Linked DNA regions of Mus musculus: all the other regions are linked to region 5. The links are chromatin contacts, called in public ChIA-PET, HiChIP or PLAC-seq and promoter capture Hi-C maps. All regions are on one chromosome and are shown on one strand. The core of a region is the stretch at or near the end of the contact, and the rest is flanking DNA. Distances in the headings are between cores, read along the strand shown.

Evidence for each region. Promoter capture Hi-C pulls out the DNA fragments that hold promoters and counts their contacts. ChIA-PET counts read pairs in DNA pulled down with a chosen protein or histone mark. HiChIP or PLAC-seq counts read pairs in DNA pulled down with a chosen protein or histone mark.
Region 1: a contact with region 5 is called in an H3K4me3 HiChIP or PLAC-seq map of stem cell-derived neural progenitor cells, with 45 read pairs. The contact joins the enhancer-like site here to the promoter of Cnnm2 in region 5. A contact is called at or near these places in 14 of 39 promoter capture datasets (the 3T3-L1 cell line, the C10 cell line, the HPC-7 cell line and 9 more), 9 of 115 datasets of contacts at active chromatin or transcription factors (the SCID.adh cell line, bone marrow-derived macrophages, embryonic stem cells and 2 more) and 4 of 9 other capture datasets (adipose tissue, embryonic stem cells, liver and 1 more).
Region 2: a promoter capture Hi-C map of liver shows a contact between it and region 5. The contact joins the enhancer-like site here to the promoter of Cnnm2 in region 5. A contact is called at or near these places in 14 of 39 promoter capture datasets (3T3-L1-derived adipocytes, the C10 cell line, the HPC-7 cell line and 8 more), 1 of 15 datasets of contacts at CTCF or cohesin (the NIH/3T3 cell line), 2 of 484 Hi-C or Micro-C datasets (the HPC-7 cell line and embryonic fibroblasts), 14 of 115 datasets of contacts at active chromatin or transcription factors (astrocytes, embryonic limb bud, embryonic stem cells and 5 more) and 3 of 9 other capture datasets (adipose tissue, liver and pancreatic islet).
Region 3: a contact with region 5 is called in an H3K4me3 HiChIP or PLAC-seq map of embryonic stem cells, with 49 read pairs. The contact joins the promoter of Ina here to the promoter of Cnnm2 in region 5. A contact is called at or near these places in 19 of 39 promoter capture datasets (the C10 cell line, the HPC-7 cell line, the SN4741 cell line and 13 more), 2 of 15 datasets of contacts at CTCF or cohesin (the NIH/3T3 cell line and large pre-B cells), 24 of 484 Hi-C or Micro-C datasets (the AtT-20 cell line, B cells, the HPC-5 cell line and 14 more), 33 of 115 datasets of contacts at active chromatin or transcription factors (the 230-238 cell line, the NIH/3T3 cell line, PVALB interneurons and 21 more) and 4 of 9 other capture datasets (adipose tissue, liver, macrophages and 1 more).
Region 4: an RNA polymerase II ChIA-PET map of memory CD8 T cells shows a contact between it and region 5, with 80 read pairs. The contact joins the enhancer-like site here to the promoter of Cnnm2 in region 5. A contact is called at or near these places in 1 of 39 promoter capture datasets (embryonic stem cells), 2 of 484 Hi-C or Micro-C datasets (CD4 T cells and CD8 T cells), 6 of 115 datasets of contacts at active chromatin or transcription factors (effector CD8 T cells, embryonic stem cells, memory CD8 T cells and 2 more) and 3 of 9 other capture datasets (adipose tissue, embryonic stem cells and liver).
Region 6: a contact with region 5 is called in an HNF4G HiChIP or PLAC-seq map of pancreatic cancer cells. The contact joins the enhancer-like site here to the promoter of Cnnm2 in region 5. A contact is called at or near these places in 1 of 39 promoter capture datasets (liver), 4 of 115 datasets of contacts at active chromatin or transcription factors (embryonic stem cells, memory CD8 T cells and pancreatic cancer cells) and 2 of 9 other capture datasets (adipose tissue and liver).

What each region holds. Positions count from the first base shown.
Region 1 is chr19:46,927,465-46,931,083 of GRCm38.p6, forward strand. The region is part of intron 2 of Nt5c2 (5'-nucleotidase, cytosolic II); the gene reads right to left. Among named protein-coding and RNA genes, the nearest start is that of Nt5c2, 33 kb to the right of the region's middle. Within about 2 kb of position 1,882, at least 49 of the 459 cell types and tissues checked have an H3K27ac peak or open chromatin away from gene starts, as enhancers often do. A contact at or near this core is called in adipose tissue, bone marrow-derived macrophages, liver and 1 more, where this site is marked.
Region 2 is chr19:46,897,462-46,901,372 of GRCm38.p6, forward strand. Nt5c2 (5'-nucleotidase, cytosolic II) reads right to left here. Exons shown (of 18, transcript NM_029810.5): 6 at 1,342-1,433; 7 at 1,161-1,218; 8 at 115-208. Among named protein-coding and RNA genes, the nearest start is that of Nt5c2, 63 kb to the right of the region's middle. Within about 2 kb of position 1,995, at least 108 of the 459 cell types and tissues checked have an H3K27ac peak or open chromatin away from gene starts, as enhancers often do. A contact at or near this core is called in the HPC-7 cell line, the NIH/3T3 cell line, extraembryonic endoderm stem cells and 4 more, where this site is marked.
Region 3 is chr19:47,013,269-47,017,027 of GRCm38.p6, forward strand. It overlaps Ina (internexin neuronal intermediate filament protein, alpha), which reads left to right and starts at 1,413. Exons shown (of 3, transcript NM_146100.5): 1 at 1,413-2,551. The coding sequence starts at 1,487. It also overlaps a transcript of Nt5c2 not described here.
Region 4 is chr19:46,615,426-46,619,097 of GRCm38.p6, forward strand. All of the region lies in intron 2 of Wbp1l (WW domain binding protein 1 like), which reads left to right. Among named protein-coding and RNA genes, the nearest start is that of Wbp1l, 18 kb to the left of the region's middle. Within about 2 kb of position 2,161, at least 71 of the 459 cell types and tissues checked have an H3K27ac peak or open chromatin away from gene starts, as enhancers often do. A contact at or near this core is called in CD8 T cells, embryonic stem cells and memory CD8 T cells, where this site is marked.
Region 5 is chr19:46,759,427-46,763,150 of GRCm38.p6, forward strand. It overlaps Cnnm2 (cyclin M2), which reads left to right and starts at 2,183. Exons shown (of 8, transcript NM_033569.3): 1 at 2,183-3,724. The coding sequence starts at 2,347.
Region 6 is chr19:46,527,238-46,530,752 of GRCm38.p6, forward strand. No RefSeq gene overlaps it. Among named protein-coding and RNA genes, the nearest start is that of Trim8, 27 kb to the left of the region's middle. Within about 2 kb of position 1,619, at least 198 of the 459 cell types and tissues checked have an H3K27ac peak or open chromatin away from gene starts, as enhancers often do. A contact at or near this core is called in embryonic stem cells, liver, memory CD8 T cells and 1 more, where this site is marked.

The DNA.
Region 1 (3,619 bases), core at 632-3,131, 170 kb after region 5:
AGCAGGGTACCCTTGCTAATGCTGGGAATAACATATTTCAGGAATAAGAAAATCTATTTTTGCCAAAATAACCATGGCTAAATATCCATCAAGTCACATGTCTCACTCCTCTCTGAGTTGACTAATCACATTATCTACTCCATCAACACATTTACCGATGTGTGCTAGAATACACATCTCATTTTGTGACAAATATCACAGAATATCCTTTGGGAATAGTCAGAGCTACAAAACTTTGTATGTCCTTAAGATTAGAAAATAAGATCTGGCAAGTGGGTAAAAGTTCTTGCTGCCAAGCATGGAGACTTGAGTTCAGTCTTAGGACCATCAAAGAAGAGAACTCACTCGCTCAGTTGTCCTTTGACCTCTCCAAGTGCCTGCGGTGGCATGAGTTCCCACATACAAACATTTGCACGCAAACATGAACACACAATATATTAATAAAACATTTTAATTAGGAAAAATACATTTGAGAAACTTGCATCAAATATCCTTTCCTTTTCATTCAAAGCAAGTACTCTAAATCGTAGAATCACCTCCTAAACTTAAGAGAGCATCACTCCTATGCCCTCACTTCTGTGGTGATCTTTATGTGAAAACCTCACCTATAGTCTCAGCTTTCCTTTTCTTTCCCTAACATAAACTATGAACATAGAAGGAGGTATACAGAAATGAAATCTAATTTGCTGTGTAAGCTAAGCTGTAATAAGCAAAGGAACAACTGTTACAGAGAACTAAGCCAAACACAGTTCCTGCATGTATGTGCTAAGCTTTACAAATACACAAATACCCAAGGCTGAACGAGAAACCTTTGGCACAGGAGAAAATGTAACCCTGACCTCACATATCTCAGGACAGACTTCAACAGACACTTATCTCTCAGCTTGAGACTAATGGCCATTCCCCACCGAGTTTACAAATTAAATGAAGTGTAAGATATTGTGTCAACTACAAGATATTAACGGAAAAGCAAGCTCACTGACCCACATATTTCAAAACAAATAAATTTACATACTTGGGAAAAATCAAATTTCTCTACAAATACCAGGACCTTTCTGCAGATCTGCCCGTGCCAGCTTACTATGGTCTTACTAAACTATTAACTAGCAGAATAATTTCACCTATGTTCAAGAGCATAAACATATCTGTAAAAATTAAAAGCATGCTTTAAAACATGTAATTATCACCCAAAATGTTATGGCTAAACTAGGCATCCAATTATAAATCAGAATCATAAATCCAACTATCATCCAGAATTCCCACAGATAAGAGCTGTGAGCTGACACTCACAATTTCTAGGAGATACATACACAGGAACATTGTAAAACTAAACACAGACTCCAGTAAAAACACCTTTAGCAATATTTACTATCAAATCCCACAGCAGTAAGGCAAAATTCCATTCAGGTACAGATATTAGCTGCAAGAAATAAAACCATTACTACAATGTGCTTTAAGAATAGGGATCTAAGAGTCTAAGATTTAACATAAACATGCAACTTATTATATTTGAAATTCTGTAAACAGCAAACCTCTGGTTTGGATCTGACTATAATTCAAAGCAAAATTACCTCATCTGTCACTGGTTTCCGTTTGGCAAACTGAAACTATCTGGGTAAAGTAGTTTCTGAAGTCACATAACAAGATTCTTCTTAAAATCCCTAAAACAATTTTTGAGTGTGTGTGATGTTAACCTAATTTCTAAAAGACTGTTTAGCCCGAGCCAGGCCCCCTCACACCATGTATCTTCTGAGACAGTGTGGGAGAAAACACCTCTGTGTCTAATTTAACTTGTCATTGGATATCACTGTTGCTCCACACAAATCCATTTGGAATAGAATTTCTCTGGCAATGGTGAACTGCATCTGTAACTCCTCCCTTTGCTTAGGAGTCACAGTTTCCTGGCCAAGTGCCCAACAACAGTTACTGCAACAACAAGTGAGAGGACTGTAAAATGCTCTTGGTCGTCTATTTTCACTGTAAGCAGCTGCGGTGGTGCATTCAAGCTGCTAGCAGGAAACTACTCCAAATGCATCTGAGTACGTAAACTCAAATTATGAACTATAATAAATTAGTGTCATGTCTGCAAATGTCACTTAGGTCGAGGCAAGATAACTGCCTGGGGGCTGGCTCGATGGCTCAGTGGTTAAGAGCACCAACTGCTCTTCCAAAGGTCCTGAGTTCAAATCCCAGCAACCACATGGTGGCTCACAACCATCCGTAATGAGATCTGATGCCCTCTTCTGATGCATCTGAAGACAGCTACAGTGTACTTAGATATAATAATAAATAAATCTTTAAAAAATAAAAAGGTTAACTGTCAGGGCTACAGAATGAGACAAAAACAGGAAAAAAATCATGCTCTAATGTAGATTGATTATTTGTTTGTTTGTTTTTCAAGACATGGTTCTCTGTTTGGCCCTGGCTGTACAGGAACTCACTTTGTGGACCAGGCTGGCCTCAAACTTAGAGATCCTCCTGTCTCTGCCACCCGAGTGCTGGATTCAAAGATGTGAGCTAGCAGCACCGCCAGGGCATAAATGCAGACTTTTTGATATAAACAACCTAGCTGCTTTTCCCCCCAATCTGTTCCTGTTCCTGCCTCTGCATTTTTCCCCACTCAAGCTTAAAGCCGCATCCAATTATCTATGTGCCTTCCTTCACACTTCCAAATGTCTTTAGAATCCATGTCTTTCACCCCATTAACTTCGCAAGGTCATAATTCTCCAGAAAACACTTCCCACTGGTCTGTCCTCATCCGGATGCTGACTGCTCTGAGGCAGGGCTGCTGGAAACGTGATACCCAGACTAATGCTCTCACCACGAACATTTCACTAATCCAGGACACCACCCAGAGACTTCTATTACTTAGAAACTTTTATAGCAATTTGATAGAGAAATAATTTGCTAATATAATAATAAAAAGTCCTATAATCTCAGCACTTTTGAACAAGGGAGGTTAGCCTGAGCTACAAGTGAGAACCTATCTCAAAAAAGGAACAAAATGTTTTCTGTCTCTATGTAATTTGTTTTTACTATAGTTTAGAAATATTATCAATTGAAAATAAATGGGAAATGTTAAAAGCTAGTTACTGTCTTCCTAAATTATCTTTAGTGAGTGCTCAAAACTACTTAACTAATAAATTAGGAGCTCTTGAATCTTCAAGGAGTTGAAAGCCTTTTATTATTTTGCTAAAATATTAAGTATGTATCATCCATACCATGTAGCCTTTCCTGTTATTACCTATTGTTTGCTGGTTATTGCTTTATTAACCAAGCTGTTTACATGCTTGAGGCTTTGTTTATGCTGCTAACTATACACTGTCCACTACTGTTATAGTCAAGTTTCTCTGACACATGGCTCAACAGTTCAGAGCCTGTTTATCCTTCCAGAACCGAGGACCTGAGTTCAGATCCCATTACCCTTATCAGATGCCTTCTAACCATTGTAACTACAGCTCCAGGGAGCCTGTCATGTCCTCTCTGGTCTCTGTGGGCACCCATACATGTGGTAGACACAGACACACACATGCACAAATATTTACAAAAATGGAGTAAATCTTTTTTTAAAGAAAAAATATCCTGAGGTGGGTTGCCTCTGGGTGGTAGAGTGTCTGGA
Region 2 (3,911 bases), core at 745-3,244, 140 kb after region 5:
GTTCTTTTTTAAAAGGAGCATTCTGCTCTCTGTGTACATGCCCACTTGCAAAGTTAGTATCAGAGCACAGATGCATGCTGGGGAGAGGAGGGTAAAGCAGCAGGCTCTAAATACCTTGTAATGGACCCAGTCCACTGCGTCTCTTACGTCCTGGAACATGCTACGGTAGGACATGAAGAGGTCCCCATCTTTAAATCCTGTGTCACAACTACAGAAAGATGAAAAGAACATGACAAACGGTGAATGAAATGACCAAGGGACCCAAAGGTTCCCATCACGTGGTACAGGCTGTGGTTAGCTAGGGAATCGCTCCCTAATCAAAATGCATTTGAGCATTAAAATGGCCAGAATATTGATATATGGAATATAATAACTGTGTGCAAACACAATGAGACAGGATAATTTACAGGATGGAATTAAAAGGCCAAGGTCCCATAATACCAAGTTCCTCACTTTAGAAGCAGGCCTCACTGCGCAGACATTTAGAAGCTAGGCTCTCCCTCCCTGACCTTCCTGCATTGTCCCTAGGTACAAAGGCACCGTTCAGTTCTATCTGGATTCCACTTTCCACCAAACTGCCCTCAAGTGGGTAAGGCCTCAGATATGAAGTTAGCAGACTCTAACACAGAGGCTGTTACACATCAAGCAATGGCCACACAGCTCCCCAGAAGGAAAGGCTAACCTGTGAAGACTTAGGCAAATTTTTGCTTTACAGAAAATAAACACTATTTTATTCCTTGGTGAGCTCTTGCTGGGCCTGGGAATGAAGCTACATGAGCATCCCGGGATGGCTCCTGGGCAGCTGCTGTGAAATGAGTCGGGGGTTTCAGTGCAACTCTGCTTGGACAGATAAGCATCACACAAACCTCCCACTCAGTTGTCACAATTAGCACCTCTGCTGGCCGTCTTCAATCCCAGTCACAAGTGGTCCCTTCCAAACATGGCTGCAGCACACTGGCAAGGAGAGGGGCCGTGTGGGAGGTGAGAGCCTGCATGGAGCTGCTGGCGCTGTCCATCTCTCAGGCTGGCAATGTGGCATCTCTCACTAGCACTAAATTCACTTTAGAAAAGCAGAAAAGACCTACAATGGCCAGTTCTCTAAAACCCTGTACATTAATTTAAAAATCAACTGGATGAAGAAAATTGTAATATAAACATACCTGGTGTATCTGGGACAATTAGTAAAAAAATCTACGAGGCAGGCCAACAGGTAGGTCTCTGAAAATGAAGAAAAGGTATGAATAAGCTGTAAGTACCATAATCAAGCTGATTTACTCAGCTTCCTGGAAGACATGGCCCTGGAACAAAGGGGCAGTGTGCAGAGTAAGCAGAGGTGTCTACCTGGGAGATTGAATAGTGTGTTCAGAATGTAAAACCGTTCAGTGTCATCTCGTTGGATAAATTTATTTGGATACTGCTCTCTAGTTTCTGGTCTGTAAGAAAATGTAAAAAAAAATTAATTGATATACAAAAAGTTAACAACTGTAGGAAATCATCACTATTCAATGCTTTATTAAAATATGTTGATGGCTATGTGAAAGACAAGAGTTCATATATTAAATGTGAGCAGCTGTGAACAGGCTCAGGGTGAGCCCTTCAACAGCTCTCTTCATAGACAGCACCCAGGGCTCTCCCTGTGCTAGGGAGGTAACTTAAGAACACACAACCCAACCTCTACAAGAAGGCCGTGGGGAACTCTTAAGACTGAAGGGGAACTACTGAGCTTCAAATGTTTAAGGAGACTAATGCATGAACAGGTGCTCACCCTGGAATCCCAGCGCTGGCAGCCAGGCCAGCCAGGGTGACACAGGGAAGCCTTGTCTCAAAACAAATAAATAAAATTTTAAGATAAAATAAGTCTAAAAGCAGAAGGAAGTGACTGCAAAGAGAGGCAAGGACAACCCAGAAAGGATTCCTGTCGGTGCTGGTGTGCTGGCTCTGCTGCAACACCTAAGTGGACACTTCCTCTCCTGGATGAAGTGTGGAACAAAGAGCAAGCCTTCCTTACCGTCTGAGCTGTGCTTTTCTCTGTTCCTCTTTACTGAAAGCGGGCCAACTTCTGACCTGACCTACTTAATTTGCAAGGCCAGCCCCTATCAGTAAAGTGCTTGCCATGCAGACACGAGGAGGAACTTTTGTTTAGAATCCCAATGCCCATGTAAGTGCCAAGCACTGCAGTGTGTGCCTGTAACCCTAGCCATGGGGAAGGAAGAAAGAAGGGTCGAGTGGAACTCTGCTCACCATTCAAGCAAAAGCAAGGACAGTATCTCAAATAAGCTGGAGAGTGACTGAGAACACACCTGCACATACATCCCCACAAAGACAAAGAAAACAAATATAAAGCTTATACACAGTGTAAGCTGGGTAAATTCCTACTTAAGTTACTTAACTTCAAATGGTATGGACTCTAGTCACGACCATAAAATCATAGTAGTTTCTTGGTTAGTAACCCCTTTCATCACCCTTATGAAACAAAGTTTCTAATCAATTCAAGACTAAGTAGAAAGCCATCTCTCTGGCTTTCTGGCAGAAGGGGGCAACACTAGCATGCCCTCCCTCCAGCCAGTGAGTGAAGGCTGGCTTAGACAATCACGGGTGCAGCTGCTGTGGCAATCACAACTCAGACTGACTGATAACTAGGTTAGTCATCGCATTCCCGGTCAGGGGAAGACAATGCATCATACATATCAGAAGAAAACAGTCTACTTGGAATTGGAAGGAACACTGGCATGTTTTGTGACCTGCAGCCCCAGGCTAACAAGGTGTGACAAAGGTAGATGGACGTTGACCTCCTTTTTAGCTCATTGCCACTGCACCTTAAAAACTGAAATGTCCCACCATGTTCATTCTCTCCCTAATATCTTTTCCTTTTGCACTAAGCGTAAATGAATCTACGTTTACCCACAAATGACTTATTTTTGAAATACTACCAAAAGTATTTCCAAAGAAGGTACACTGAAACTTTATGTATAGCAGGTTGATGTGGACTTAGTATTAGGTCTATCTTATACCATATAATTTACAAAATGATAATAGCTGTGTTCAATTTATATTTTGAGAGTCTTTTTTTTTTTATAATTAAACAGAAAGGGTGAAATGTTGCAGGATATTAGGGCAGTGGCAGGCTTGTGATTGGACAGGAAAAGGGAGGAGGAGCTAAGAGTTGTGGAGACAGAGAGGGAGGAGGGAGAAGAACCAGAATGGTGTTATCGAAAGGTTATAATAATTGAGTTAAAGTTTTATCAGTATCAATTAGCCCTGAAACTATTGTATTGGCATTTTTGTAAATTGTGATCTTTTTGTTATATAAATCTAACTGTATAATTAAGCTTTAAGAGTCATGTTTCTACTGGGGTAACTAGGTGTTGAGATGGCTGATGGTGGGGTGTGTGGGGCACTGTGTGGAAGCAAGATGAACTTGGGAGAGAATAGCTCAGTGGTGAGAACACGGCCGAGCAAGCGAGACCCCACCCAGACATAGTGTTGTGGCCTGCCAGTATCGGTACTACAGCAGGAACACAGGCCGGTGGGGCAGGAGAGATGGAGGGTTGACTTTTTAAATATTTCCTGCAACAGGTTGATAAGACCTTTTTTGTTGTTGTTTGATAAAGTCTCATGTAGTCTAGACTGGCCTATGTAGCCAGCGATGACATGACCTGAACTCCTTATGGACTCCTGCCAGGATTACAGAAGTGGACCACTACCCCTAGCTTAGGCCTGTGCATCTTGTATTCTAAGAGTGGTTATAAAATGAATTTAGTGACTTGCTTCTCATTTTTTCCCCTCTGCCTTCCTTTCAACTCATAGCCAGAACAATGAGATCCCTTCTCAGACACAAACAGAACCCTGGTTCATTTTCACCGGGCTCCTTCCCAGTGACAGTATCTGAACATGATGAGCTTAGGTCGGTG
Region 3 (3,759 bases), core at 163-2,662, 250 kb after region 5:
TAAGGGCCAGCTATGGTGGGCCACACTGGTGACTGCTGCATGTGGGAGGCAGAGGCAGGAGGATTGCCAGGAGCTCAAGGCCAGCTTAGACTGAGAGCAAAACCAACTTAGCTACTAGGGGCACAGAATGGGAGCCTTGTTTCAAAACAAACAAATGTAAGTTTGGAATTCGGAACTAGAAAGCAAAGGGCTTCACATTTCCTGGAGTTGTGCCACAGGATAGAAGGTAAACTAGATCCATCTATCGTTCAGGCTCCCACTCCATCCTAACCGGGTGTGGCGAGGACGGCCAATTCTGTCAGCCCTGCTCCTCTGCCTCACTCCTGGAAATGAGTCTTTGGTCCAAAGACTAATCCCCACAGAAAATGGTGCTCCCGTCCAATTCAGAATGGATTGTCAAACGCTTGCAGGGCCAGACAGATAAAAACAAAAACAAAAAAACAAAAACCGGGGTAAGAGGGGTGACTCTGAAGTGCTGGGAGCCCTGAGGAACAACGCACTTAAACAAAGGCACTCGCCCACCGCAGTCATCCTAAACCTTCTGCTTTCAAGAGTAGCAGGGGCTGGGCATTAAAAGATCAAAATCAATCCAGTTTCTGTTTAGATGAAACCTCCTGACTAGAAATCCAGTTTTGAAACGTTTTAAAATCTAATGTGTTTTGTTGTTGGTTTGGGGCTTTTTGTTTGTTTAAACCAAAGCCTGCAGCCTTTCTAGCAGCCTGCGGTCCTGGCACGCACGGTGACTGGAGGTCTAGAGGTGAATCCTGCTAATTCTCAACGCTTTGTCCTTTCCAGGACAGACCGCTTTCCTCCCGGTAACCCTTTGCACCCTTGGGGAAAAAAAAAATCAGCCTCTTGTTCGTCACCAATGTCCCCGAGAATCTCACTCTTTCTGCGAATCCTATCTCCTGTGGTGGCGGAACTGAGGGATGCTCTCTGAAGTGGTCCCACTTTCTCCGAAGAGAACCAGGAGCCGCCTAAGCCAGGAGATAAAGAGGGGGTTGCCCGCTCCCCCTGTAAAGAGTGGAGAGGAACAGGGCCTTACCCTTGGGAACTCTGGGATGCGGATGAGAATAGAGGACACCTTTCAGAAAAACCTCCTCTCCGTGGGGGATAAGAGCAGAAAAAAAAGGACAGGCTCTAACGCCATCAAAGAGCTGAGAGCGCTCGGCCGGGAAGCCAAGGTTGTTTGGGCACTCCCTCCCCTCCGGTCATTCCCAAGGCAGATTCTTGGGGTACAGGCGCAGCGGACAGGGACGGCCCAGGACGGTGGCGCGCAGCTGCGGTGGCACTGCGCTCCCCCGCCCCCGCAGGCCCCCCTTCCTCTCCCCGCTCGATCTGAAGATGAAGCTCCACCCCTAGCGCGTCGCCCCAACCCCGCGCCTTAAAAGCCCCGCACACCGCCCCGCCGCACCCAGCCTTGCCGCACCTTCGCGTCCTCGCCAGGTCCCGCCGCAGCCGCGCACCCGGCCCCGACCCCGGCACCATGAGCTTCGGATCGGAGCACTATTTGTGCTCCGCCTCCTCCTACCGCAAGGTGTTCGGGGACAGCTCGCGCCTCTCCGCGCGCCTGTCCGGGCCGGGAGGCTCGGGCAGCTTCCGCTCGCAGTCGCTGTCCCGCAGCAATGTGGCCTCCACGGCCGCCTGCTCCTCGGCCTCGTCCCTCGGCCTGGGCCTGGCCTACCGCCGCCTGCCGGCCTCCGACGGGCTGGACCTGAGCCAGGCGGCGGCGCGCACCAACGAGTACAAGATCATCCGCACTAACGAGAAGGAGCAGCTGCAGGGCCTCAACGACCGCTTCGCCGTGTTCATCGAGAAGGTGCACCAGCTGGAGACGCAGAACCGTGCGCTCGAGGCCGAGCTGGCCGCGCTGCGCCAGCGCCACGCCGAGCCGTCGCGCGTCGGCGAGCTCTTCCAGCGCGAGCTGCGCGAGCTGCGCGCGCAGCTGGAGGAGGCGAGCTCGGCGCGCGCGCAGGCCCTGCTGGAGCGCGATGGGCTGGCCGAGGAGGTGCAGCGACTGCGGGCGCGCTGCGAGGAGGAGAGCCGCGGGCGCGAAGGCGCCGAGCGCGCCCTGAAGGCGCAGCAGCGCGACGTGGACGGCGCCACCCTGGCCCGCCTGGATCTGGAGAAGAAGGTGGAGTCGCTGCTGGACGAGCTGGCTTTCGTGCGCCAGGTCCACGACGAGGAGGTGGCCGAGCTCCTGGCCACGTTGCAGGCGTCTTCGCAAGCCGCCGCCGAGGTGGACGTGGCCGTGGCTAAACCAGACCTGACTTCGGCGCTGAGGGAGATCCGCGCGCAGTATGAGTCCCTGGCCGCTAAGAACCTGCAGTCCGCCGAGGAGTGGTACAAGTCCAAGTTCGCCAACCTAAACGAGCAGGCTGCGCGCAGCACCGAAGCCATCCGAGCCAGCCGAGAGGAGATCCACGAGTACCGGCGCCAGCTCCAGGCACGTACCATTGAGATAGAGGGTCTGCGCGGAGCCAATGAGTCCCTGGAGAGGCAGATCTTGGAACTGGAGGAGCGGCACAGCGCTGAGGTGGCCGGCTACCAGGTAAGGGCTGGGATGCTGCATAGGAAAGAGTGCCCTGTCCTTTTCCGTACAGAGATAGCTTCACTCCCTGTAAACTGGTGCCCTAGGAAACCACGGGAGGGAAAGGGGAGAGAGGGGAGCGTTGACTAGAGGCGTCAGTCAACAAACAAACAAACAAATTAAAAAAAAAACCACGAAGTCTCACGCATGCAGCCGCAAATGTGGACTGTATGTGCCTGGAAGCTAGCTCTTCAAGCCCTTGATGTCTTCGCCCTCTATTTTGGAGGGTGGGGGAGTTTGAGGCACAGAGCCCAAGTCTTCATGCATATACTAGGCATATGCAGTAACACGGAGCCACAACCCCACCCCCAGTCGCTTGTCTGAACTCTTCTAACAAAGGAGTCTTTAATCTTTCTAGGAGTCAAAAAAAAAAAAAAAAGTAACCATGCCTTCCTGTCACCAAGAGTACAGACACACTAACAGAACAGTGCCGACCCAAAGTGTCCCCAGAGGGCGCAGGTCATGGCTTCTGTGGGCGGGTACTTAAGAATCTGGTTTGTTTAGTTGACTTTGAGAAGTCTTTTCTGAGTCTTACTGAGAATTGATATTTACAGAGTATCGTCCGCTTTAGGATTGGGAAGAAGGCTCACTTTCTTGAGTTTTGCTCTAAAAAAGGAGTGGGATGTAGCATATTTAAGCTAATGACAACTGCCTTGCCCCACCCTTGCGCGCGCGGGCGCACACACACACACACACACACACACACACACACACACACACACACACACACACACACGAAACCCGCGAGACACACGCGCAGTTTCCTTGTCCATCTACTAAACAAGCTTTGAGCCCGTTCAGCTTGAGACCGGTCAGGGCGCTGTCCGAGGTGCTGATCTCCTGTTCCTCCCAACGCAGAAATGTCTCCTGCTTCATTATGTTTCCAAATTGTCCCAGTTAGGAAGTCTAGGCCTCAATGCAATTAACTGCTTCTTTTTTTTTTTTTTTTTTTTTTTTTTTTTTTTTTTTGATGTAACACAATCAATCTTGGCTAAATGAACTCAAAGCTCATCTTGTAGATAGCTTCAATTTTTGCCTCCAAGGATAGCTTTGCAGTTAACAAAAACCTTTTAATCGGCTCGAAGGCTGTGAGGTCTCACTTGAAAACCTCTGTTACCTTGACATCTTTTTCAGCTTATGGGCACATGGCGAGTTACAGAGATGGTTTC
Region 4 (3,672 bases), core at 911-3,410, 140 kb before region 5:
ATGCTAGCCTGGAAGCTGATAGACATGAGCAGGCCCAGAGCAGTTAGCTGGTCCAGGCTCACGAGTCTGTGTGTTGCAGTGGCTGCCATCATGAAGTGCATGTCAGAGCTTGGCAGAGTCTAAAAGGCCAGTCTCCCGGACGTCAGCCCTTAGAGCTCTACCTCGGTCCCTTTGATCGCTATCCTGGGCATTTTCACACCTCTGTTGTGCCCTTCTGGCAAATGGGGAGAGTAATATCCTGAAATAGACATGAAAATGGCTTATACATTTTGACTCTTTTGAGTTGATTTTCTACATTTTCTTGGCTTGCTTGAGTTCTTGGTCCCTGGGTGTGTCTCCTGGGGACACTGTTTTGAGCACAGCAACCTTGGAAGAGTTTTGTTTCTTAAGATTCTGGCAATGAAGAGCCATGTGTGTGAAGGCAAATAAGCTGGTATCTGCCAGCCCATTTGGGGGTGGGGGGGGATAGTTACTCTGGACTGGGAATACAATTCTCAAAGTCTCAGGAGGCTGGAGAGGTGGTGGCTCAGTGGTTACTCAGTGGAGGACTCAGTGTGAGTGCCAGCACTCACATGGTGACTCACAACTGTAGCTCCAGTTCCAGAGCATCCGATGCCCTCTTCTGTGCTCAGTGGGCACATAACGTACATGTAGACGAAATAGACACATTAAAAAAAAAACACTTTAAGCTCTGGGGGGAGGCCTGGCCCTGCCCTTCCCCTAACTTGGACCCCGGATGAAGGCATTTTTGAAGTGTATTGGAAGCATAGGGTTCAGGAGTTGCTGTGACTGGACATGGAGTGACATGGGGCTAAGCATCCCTTGCCTGTGTGGCGCTGTCCTCTTGAGTTCTGCCACCCTCTGTTTGCACCCGCTTGGCTTGTATGCTCTCACAGTCCTTACAACCTGCAGGCTGGTTGCCTAAATGCTCTCTCCTGGCGTTTTTTGACCACGTAACCTTAAATCTAGAATAGGTTTGGTTTCCTCCTAGTTATAGGGCGGAGGGGCTGGTGGTAAAGGAAGGATCGCCCGAATAGATGATTAGTGTAAGATCCAGGAAGGGAGGGGCACAGTACCGTAAGCTGTGCTTCCAGTTTGTTCCTGTTTAATCTCACCATCCTTCATGCTGCCTCCAGGCACTGCGGATGTTACCAACCCAGAGCTGGGAGACCGGAGCTGGGAGACCGAGCTGGGTAGCTGCTCCCTATTTCCCATAATCAAAAAACCGTGTGAAGCGGTTAGCTCGTGTCCAGGTCCTCCCTGGAGAAAGGGAGTTTTGCCCCTGAGATGGTTTAAATACTTGTAATTCCTCAGCTGAGAATTAAAGATGAACAGATTGTGAGACACAAGGCCCCTTTGGTGGACTACAAGTCTGTAGTCCTAGCACTTGGGAGGTGGCTGGAGATAAAGGTCTGTTAAGTTGCAAGTTTGAGGCCAGCCCGGACTACTGGAGACTGGCAGTCTCAAATAACAATAACAAAAGGCACACACAGGAGGGTTTCCTAACCCCTTCCTAAAGTTTCTCGAACCCGAGGTCAGATTCAGGTATTCTCCTGATCTTGTACTGGCTTGTCGGGTTTTTGTGGCCAGGAAAATGAAATGTTACTAGCACTCCTGTTTTGCAATTCCTTCCTTCCTCCACTTTTTCCCCTTGTGTATGTATGGTGTGTGTGTGTGTGCGCGCGCGCGCACATGTGTACATGTGTACATGTGCATGAGACCACAGGTTGAGCGTGGATGTCTCCCTCAGTTGCCCTCTACCTTATTTTGTTGAGAAGAAGACTCTCACCAAACCTAGGTCCGTGCATGAGATTTACAGAACCTAGGTTATCTGAGACTTTTATCGAGCTGCTCAGACCTTAGAAGAGGAGCTAGGCTTGGGGTGGGGGAGGACGGACATGAGGAGTCGCAGGAGGGGGTGGAGCACCACTAGGAGGCTTTGTGCAGATGCTGGGACCCATCATCCCGGGCTGCTTCAGGTTGGGATGCTGCGAGCCCTTGCCTTGGGTCAGCCATCACTGCATTTGCTTTCCCACCAAAGAGTGGACCACGTTATTTTTGTCTTGCCCAAAGTTTACATAAAAAGTGAACGAAGTCAGCTTTGGTGGAGCCCAGGAAGCCCCAGTCATGCTGAGGGAGTTCCATTTCCTGTGGCTTCTGGGTGTGAATCATACAGGTGATGTGACCTGGTCTCTCTGTTGTTTCCGTTCTGTCACGATCCTCCTATTACAATTTCCTCCAGTGCTACAGTTGGAGCTAGGGTCTCACACCTCTCATGCAGCAGGCAAGCACTCAATCCCGGAGAGGCATCCCTGGCCCTTTTATTTCAGTGCGGTTTAGGATACGTGAAAAGTCTCTGCAGACGGCTTGCTAATTCCCATGTGATTCTTGGCTATGCACCTCTTTGGTTAGATGTATTTATAAGGTCAGAAAAACACCCAGATTTTGGCACAAAAGTAGACTCTTCTGTCCCCCTTGAACAAGTCGTGCTCCTGGAAGTGTCTGTTCTTCGTCAGTGATGCCTAGAGTCACCAGGAGCTTCAGTAAGCTCTAGACCCAAGATAGCAGACACCCACCCATCAAGTGAGTGTCTGCGGACTGATCGTTCCAGTCCAGAAGCATTCTCTTACTGGGTTGCAGAAGTGGGAACTGTCAGTGAGTTTTAGCTTGTGTAACTCTGACGTCCTTCCCTCCATGAAAACATGGAGATTAAAGCAGGATCCGAGGCCCATGCCTATCCCAGCATGAGGGGAAGGCTGAGACCGTAGGACCACTGAAGGGCATCCTGAGCTACATGGATGCCACAGGGACCTCAAAGTTGTAGTAATCCTCCTGCCTCTGCCTCCCGAATACTAGGCTTACAGACACGCACTGCCTTGCTTTGATTCTTGCCTCCTTTTCTTTCTTCCTCACATGTTCTGTGTGTGTCCATCATACTGGGCTCCACAGAGTGTGCTTACCCCCCATACACACACACACACACACACACACACACACACACACACACACGAGCTCCTCTTCCGTTCTTGCAGCTGCTTCTTGCGCCATTCTTCCTCAGGAGCTCTTAGGCTGACGTCTCTACCCAGCCCTTTTCTTTATTACGCAGCGCCTGTGTTTGTCTCCGTGTGTGCTTGTCTTTGTCCAAAACCGGGTAAGGAGGGTGAGGAAACTTCCCGCTTGCTTTGACAGCACATAGACTAGAGCTGTCAATCAGAATTCTTCATCACACTTCCTCCTGGTGGCTGGAGGCAGCTGTTGGGTATGAGGTTCCCAAATGAGTCTGGGAGACAATTTTAATTTATATCAAAATACGATTTCTGCGTGCCAAAGCCATTGCGGAGCCACGTAGGCCTGGGTGAAGTGCTCGCTCCATCTCCTGGGGCTGGGGGGGGGCACCCTAAATGAGTTACCTCATTTCACTCAAACTTAGGTTTTCCCATCTGGGACATTGGGACTCTCAGTCTCTGCTGAAGCTTCCTTTTCTGGAGATGTGAATGTTACTTGATGTGGAGCGCGAGGCTACCTATTGCAGCTAAGGACTCTGCTCAGCCACCTTCCCTGAAAGGCCCGGAAGAAGAGAGGAGTCTTGGGCTTTCAGGATGCTTTGAGGAAGGAGCAAGTCGTGTGACTCACAGAACTCCTCCGTGTGTGTGCGCTCGCGCGAGGTGTACG
Region 5 (3,724 bases), core at 933-3,432:
CACTTTGTCCTCACATTTTCAGTTAGCTGGCTTAGAAGCCCTGTGTCTGTCCTGAACCTTTGTCAGACATCTAAAGACCTCAACTTATAAACTGTAAATACTACTCTTGTAAGCTCATAAGAGACCTAAGAATCCCATTTTCTTCATCTAAAGTGATTTTTCCAATATAGCAGTATGAGAATAGGAAGTAGGGGAAAAATCCCCCAGACACCAGAGGGCTAGGACTAGAGTTGACCATTTACTTAAAATAATCAAAGTAAAAGCTTCTTTATTTCTTTAACACTTTTTATATCATGTTTTGAATATCTATAGGTGTGTTCTAGGGTGAACTGATATAACAGTGTACAAAAATTCTAGAGAGGACAGATTATCAACCAAATGAGTAATTTACACATGGTATTAGTAAATGATCTTTGCTTTGAAGAAAAATAAGGGAGAGATGGAGTCTGGTGGCTTTGAGCAAAGCCTTTAAACAGGGCTATGTTGGCATCTGAAAGAAGTTGAGTCCCATCCACAGGACATGGCACATGCGAAGACGCCAGGAAGATCCCCTGGCAGTGACTGAGAAAATGACAGAGCCTGGTTGGGGCAGAGCTTGCAGAACCTTGTAGGCGATGAGAGCACTCTGGCTTTTGTCAGGAGATGAGGAGTTAGGGGAGGGCTCAAATATGGGAGCAATGGGCCCTGGGTTGACAAGTCATTAGTTGGAAGGTCAGGGGAATGGTTGAGGACAAGCATAAAAGAAGACAGAATTGCGGCCGGGCGTGGTGGCGCACGCCTTTAATCCCAGCACTCGGGAGGCAGAGGCAGGCGGATTTCTGAGTTCAAGGTCAGCCTGGTCTACAAAGTGAGCTCCAGGACAGCCAGGGCTATACAGAGAAACCCTGTAAACAACAACAAAACAAAACAAAACAACAAAAAAAAAAAAAAAAAAAAAAGAGAGAATTGCGAGGATACCGCTGAAATGAGCCCAGAAATCACTCGTCCTGGAAATTATAAAAAACACTGTGGGTGTTCACAAAAAAGGAAGAGTATTGTGTTTATGGAATACAAAGTAAGATCAGGAAAAACATTTTAAAACGCGCTTCAGTTGGGAGGCAGAAAGTTCAGTTTGGGAGCTACTGTGCTACCGCATCTAGTCTGATGCAATGGACTTGAGAGTCCTGGTGAGCTGTGCTCCACAATGAATCTTCTCCGGAGCTAACAGCGTTTGACCTGTGCATTTCATAATAAGCTTTCATGGGCCTTCTCAGGTTGCTCTCCCCTTCCTATTTCCCCAAATTGCCTGGGTGCACGTTAAAAAACAAAACAAAACAAAACAAAACAAAACCAAAAATAGGGTCCATCTCATTCTGTGATTATAGCAGGACTACAGGAGAATCCCTGTGATGACAAAGTTTGGGAAGCTGACCACACTTTGAGAGGTTTGTTGAGAGCTAGAAAACAGCAAAGGTCGTCCGTGAGGGCCGGCAGGTGGCGCCACATGATCGTGAGCAGCTGAGGGCTCACAGAGTCACGGAGACCGCAGGTCCTCGGCGTTGCTAGGGCCACCCTGTCACCGCGAATCTCCAGAGGAACCGCATGCAGGGGTAGTGGGCTGGGGGGCTTGACTAGTATCCCGATTTGGTTTTAGGCTATGTGCATCGTAAGCTGTCTCCAGTCCGGCTCTGGTGCTCCCAGGGAAGGAGGGCTCAGCCCATTCTGCGGCGACACGGAGCCCCGTGGAGCCCGCAAGTCCCTGCAGCAAGGACCCGAGGCCTCGCGCCTCAGGGCAGTATTGCAGGGCTGCCAAGCCGCGCGCGAGGATCTACTACAGAGACCCCACAGGGAGCGCCGCACCCGCGGACCGCTCCCTTTCATTGGCCGCCTGGAGGAAGACCACGCCCCCATCCCTACAGCGCTCATCTTTGACTGGCTCTTGCATCCGGGATGGCCACGCCTCCTCCCCGCGCATACACAAGAGTCACGCGCCTTTCAGTTGGAAACTTGGCATGCAGAGGAGGACAGTGGCCCTCATCTCCCCGCCCACCTCCCGTGCCATTGGTGCGGCACGCCGACTGCGACCACGCCCCCATTCCAGCCCCCTGGCTGGGAAGGCGGGCACCCGCTCTTGATTGGCTGGCAGACCTGCCTCTCGCGGGAGAGGCTAGCACGCCCCTCCCTCCGCTCCCTCCTCCCTCGAGCCCGGGGGTTCCTCAGCTGGCTCAGTCCGAATCAGTGTCATTCAGAGAGAAGGACAGCTAAGGGCTGGGCGCGAACGCGCGGTTGCAGTCCTGCTCGGGCGCCGGTGCCTGCGCTCGCGCCGCCGGGTGGGAAGGATGAAGCCTCAGCTGGAGCAGCCACCCTATGATTGGCTGTGGCGCTTGTGAACCCGAAGTAAAGATGGCGGGCGGGCAGGCAGCCGCCGCACTGCCCACTTGGAAGATGGCGGCGCGCCGCAGCCTCAGTGCCCGCGGCCGGGGGGTCCTGCAAGCAGCTGCGGGCCGGCTGCTGCCGCTGCTACTGCTGAGCTGCTGCTGGGGAGCGGGCGGCTGCACAGCGGCCGGCGAGAACGAGGAGACCGTGATCATCGGGCTGCGGCTGGAGGATACGAACGACGTGTCGTTCATGGAAGGGGGTGCTCTGCGGGTGAGCGAGCGGACCCGGGTCAAGCTGCGGGTGTACGGGCAGAACATCAACAACGAGACGTGGTCCCGCATCGCCTTCACTGAGCACGAGCGGCGCCGGCACACACCCAGCGAGCGTGGGCTGGGGGGCCCCGCGCCTCCGGAGCCGGACAGCGGCCCCCAGCGCTGCGGCATCCGCACCTCAGACATCATCATCTTGCCCCACATCATTCTCAATCGCCGCACATCGGGCATCATCGAGATCGAGATTAAACCGCTGCGCAAGATGGAGAAGAGCAAGTCTTATTACCTGTGCACGTCTCTCTCCACGCCCGCACTAGGCGCCGGCGGCTCCGGGTCTGCGAGTGGCACCGTCGGGGGCAAGGGTGGCGCGGGGGTGGCCGGACTCCCGCCTCCTCCGTGGGCCGAGACCACCTGGATTTACCACGACGGTGAGGACACCAAGATGATAGTGGGCGAGGAGAAGAAGTTCTTGCTGCCCTTCTGGCTGCAAGTGATCTTCATCTCGCTGCTGCTGTGCCTGTCGGGCATGTTCAGCGGCCTCAACCTGGGGCTCATGGCTCTGGACCCGATGGAGCTGCGCATCGTGCAAAACTGCGGCACGGAGAAAGAGAAGAATTATGCCAAGCGCATCGAGCCGGTGCGCAGGCAGGGCAACTACCTGCTGTGCTCGCTGCTGCTGGGCAACGTACTGGTCAACACCACGCTCACCATCCTGCTGGACGACATTGCGGGCTCAGGCCTTGTGGCGGTGGTGGTCTCCACCATTGGCATCGTCATCTTCGGAGAAATCGTGCCCCAAGCCATCTGCTCCCGACACGGCCTGGCGGTAGGGGCCAACACCATCTTCCTCACCAAGTTTTTCATGATGATGACATTCCCCGCTTCTTATCCGGTTAGCAAACTGCTGGACTGCGTCCTGGGCCAGGAGATAGGCACGGTCTATAACCGGGAAAAACTGCTGGAGATGCTCCGGGTTACTGACCCCTATAACGACCTCGTTAAGGAAGAGCTGAACATCATCCAAGGGGCGCTGGAGCTCCGCACCAAGACGGTGGAGGACGTGATGACTCCCCTCAGGGACTGCTTCATGATAA
Region 6 (3,515 bases), core at 369-2,868, 230 kb before region 5:
CCTGAGTATTATAACAAAGTCCCAAATATTGTATGGAGTACAGCTGAAGTAAAAACTAGTCTTTATTTGAAATTCAAGATGAACTGAATGTCCGGTGACACATCGGACACCTTGTGCCTTTTCTCTCCTCTCGCCTCGCCTCTGGCTTCCCTCTCCTGCCGGTTGCTCACCCTCTGTTGTGGGTAAGGAGGGACCCTAGGAGTAGATGAAGGGGTGAGCAAGACCATAGCCCTCTAAGCCTGTCACCTTTCATGAGTGTCCCCATTAGACTTCTGAGTTTTTGAGATGGGGTTTCAAGTAGCCCAGGCTGCCCTTCCAAAGGCTAGCATTTTCTCTGGGCAGCTTCCAGCAAGAGGACTCAGTAGTAGGCAGTAGGTGACTGCAAGTGTCCCTGGCAGCCCTAATGTTCTTGACGGCTCCCTCCTTTTTGCCATCCATGGGGCTGAACCTATGCAAAGGAAGGAAAGAGATGTGCAACTGTGCTTTTGTGATGAGAGGACCTGAGGCCCTGGGGACTGGGAGTCCGGGAAGAGCAGGCAGTGCTAGCCTAGGGGACAACTGGTGCAGAGGGCTGTGGGAGGCAGCTGCTGAACAGGCAGGAGGTGAGGGCTGGGACTGAAGTGGGCTGTGGTACTGTTTCTTTGTTTTTTGTTTTTTTTTTTTTTTTTTTTTTTTCCTTTAGAGACAGCAGGGGACCTAGGTTTCTGGCTCCACCAATCCTTACAGGAGCTGTGATGCTGGCAAATTCCTTAGCTGAGGCAAAGGCCTCTCTGTTTCTTCCACTGCAAAGTGGGCTTAGTGCTGCCTAGTTACGCAGGAGGTGCATGGGGCTAGGGGTAAGGTGAGGCGGGTGGCTGCTGCTGCTGCAGCAATGGCGGTGGTGGTGGTTTTCATATCACCTGGTGGTGGTGTTTTTTTTCTGAAAACAGCCCTCCCTTGAGGAAACCTAACCTCCAAAAGGGCAAAGCTGCTTAGGCCCTCTTGGAGTTCCAGCAGAGATCACAATCCACTCCAAGACCGCCTTCGTTGCAGCTACATTTTATTTGTTGCGTTTTTTTGACAGACGTCTAAATTATACATTGAGCTTTCCACGTGACCAAACACCGCGTCCCTTCCTTTGATTATCATTTTCAAAAGGGACTAAAAAAAAAAAAAAAAAAGAACCTTCCGATGGATCACACCGAACCCCGAAACCACATGGAGAGCAGAGCTAAAAATAAAGGAAGAAGCATCCCGAAAAGGAGAGGGAGGGGGGAATCAAAGCGCACTGTGGAAGGGAATGGAGACACTGGGCCTGGTGAGGGTGACATGGTGTCACTCTCTCCAGGCCCAGGCCGGATAAGGAGCGGCCAACAGTGAGGGTGGGGCACGGACTGGCATAAAAATAGCCACCACTTTAGTCCGGAGGGGAATAAAGAAATCGTCAGAGACAGGGGACAGAGGGAGGGAGGGAAGTGTGGGGGAGGGCTTCGGTAAGACTGTCCTTCTGCAGCATCTCAGGCTGTGGACTTTTCTACCGGGCAGAGCGAACCACCGGCATAATCGCTGACTTTCAGCTGTGCACCGACATGTTCCCCAGCTCAGCCCCACATCAATGACACCCTTGTTTCCATAGTAACCAAGGGAGAGCGAAGGGGAAAGGGTGTATTGCACTGGGCGAAGGGAATCCAGCCAAAAGGAGCCACACAGGGAGGGTGAGAGCAGGGCTCGGTTTTTCCCACAACTGCTTGGAGTATACACTGTGGACTTTGCCTGCCCTCTGGCCTCGGCCCTCGCCCCCTGAACATTCAGAAGCAATGGTGCGCAGAGCAAAAGTCTTACCAGGGCTCACTGGGATGGGGGGGGAGGCACAGGGGCGGAGCATGCCCTTTCTAGCTTCAGACTCTGTTCTCTGGCCATGGCCACAGGGGGCAGGGGTGGCACGGCAGAAGGAAACGGGACTTTACAAGCATTCTGGTTTTACAAATGGGAGCTTTCAAACTGCAGTTTTCAGGCTCCATTCATTTATCCCCGGAGCCCCCGGAGGGTTCAACAGGGCTCACAGGGAAGATAAAAGCCTGTGACAACCACAGTTGTCTCTGGTGTCTCTAGCTGGGAAGCAAATGCGGACATTTACAGAGACAGCGATCAGAGCAGGGCAAGTCGCTCTGCCTATGAGCTGGAGCCGGGGGGTGGGGGTATGGGTGGGGGTCGGGGCTGTTTAGAACAGTTCCTTTAGTTGGTGGTAAGAGACCAAAAATGCATTACAACTCAAGCTCTTCCAAAGTCAGAGAGAGTCCCCTGGTGCAGCATTCCAAAACTGGACTTCAAAGCAGGCTTCCAGCCCCCCAGACAACATCCTGAAGCATATTTGTAAGGAAAAGCAAGTCTCAAGGGCCAAAGCTACATCTGGTGGCCTGAGATGGGGCATTTCCGATGCTTTATAGCTGTTTGCCACCCTTCAAAGCTAGAGGGATTCGGGTGAGTTAGAGAAGTCGATGGGAGAGGCGGCGGGCTAACTAGCTGAGGTTTAAAAACCTCACCTTCTTTTGTCTTGCAAGTCTTTACAGGCCCGTGCCTGTGCACTGCTACCCCACACCTCTCCCCAGCCTTTGTTGATAGCTTTCCTCCTGGCCACCTTTCAAACTGTCCAAGTTTCTCCCTCTCCAGAGTCCAGAATAAGCTGGGTACCATGGAGCAGGGACTTCTGTGGCACTTCCTGTCTTTGCCACCACACCGTGGTGGGCTTGGAAAGGGCCACCTCCCAGGATGAGAAGGCAGCTGGCCTCCCTGGCCCTACCAGGCATTGGATAGCCTCTTATTTATCCTCTGAAAAGCCCTGAGCTCTTGCCCAGAACAGTTGAATTCAGGAGCAGGCTATGCCCTGGTCTGCTTTCAGGGTTTGAGGCTGGGATTTCTGAGGGCTCAGGCAAACTCCTTTGGCAGTGGGGGAACGAATGGGAGGGGGGTACCATCCCTTCTGATCAGACCACAACAGGGTTGCTGGAAAGGGGTAGAAGAGCGCAGCATGGGACGAGTGGCTTTGGGGGGGGGGGAGGGGCCCAGCCCATGCTCTCAGCCTGCAGCAGATCCTTCCCACACCGTCTAGTTGCCAGCTCTGTAAGAATTGATCTCTTCTCAGAATCGATCTGCCTGGCTTTTCTCAGTGGAGCAGGTTCATGGCACAGCTGCATTTATTTTTAAAATCTGATAGCATCGGCCTATTGTGATCATTTAAACACAGAATTCTTTGAGCTTTAGAAATCCCCTCTGCAGAGAAATCAGCTAATCTCGGAGCCGGCTGCTCCCTGCTCCACTGAGCTGGAGAAAGCCTGTTTATGCTAGCCTGAGCCCTCGACGTGAGGGCTTTTTAAGGACCTTGTAATTTTTCTGGAATTAAACCTCCCAGCTCCCCTTACATTCCAGATGTCATTACAGTCAAAAGTCCTACGAGTCTGCTTCCCCGTGTGGCTGACAGGGCTGAGGGGATGGGAGAAGGTGGAGGGGCCGGGGCTGCAGAGGCCATGGCTCTGTGG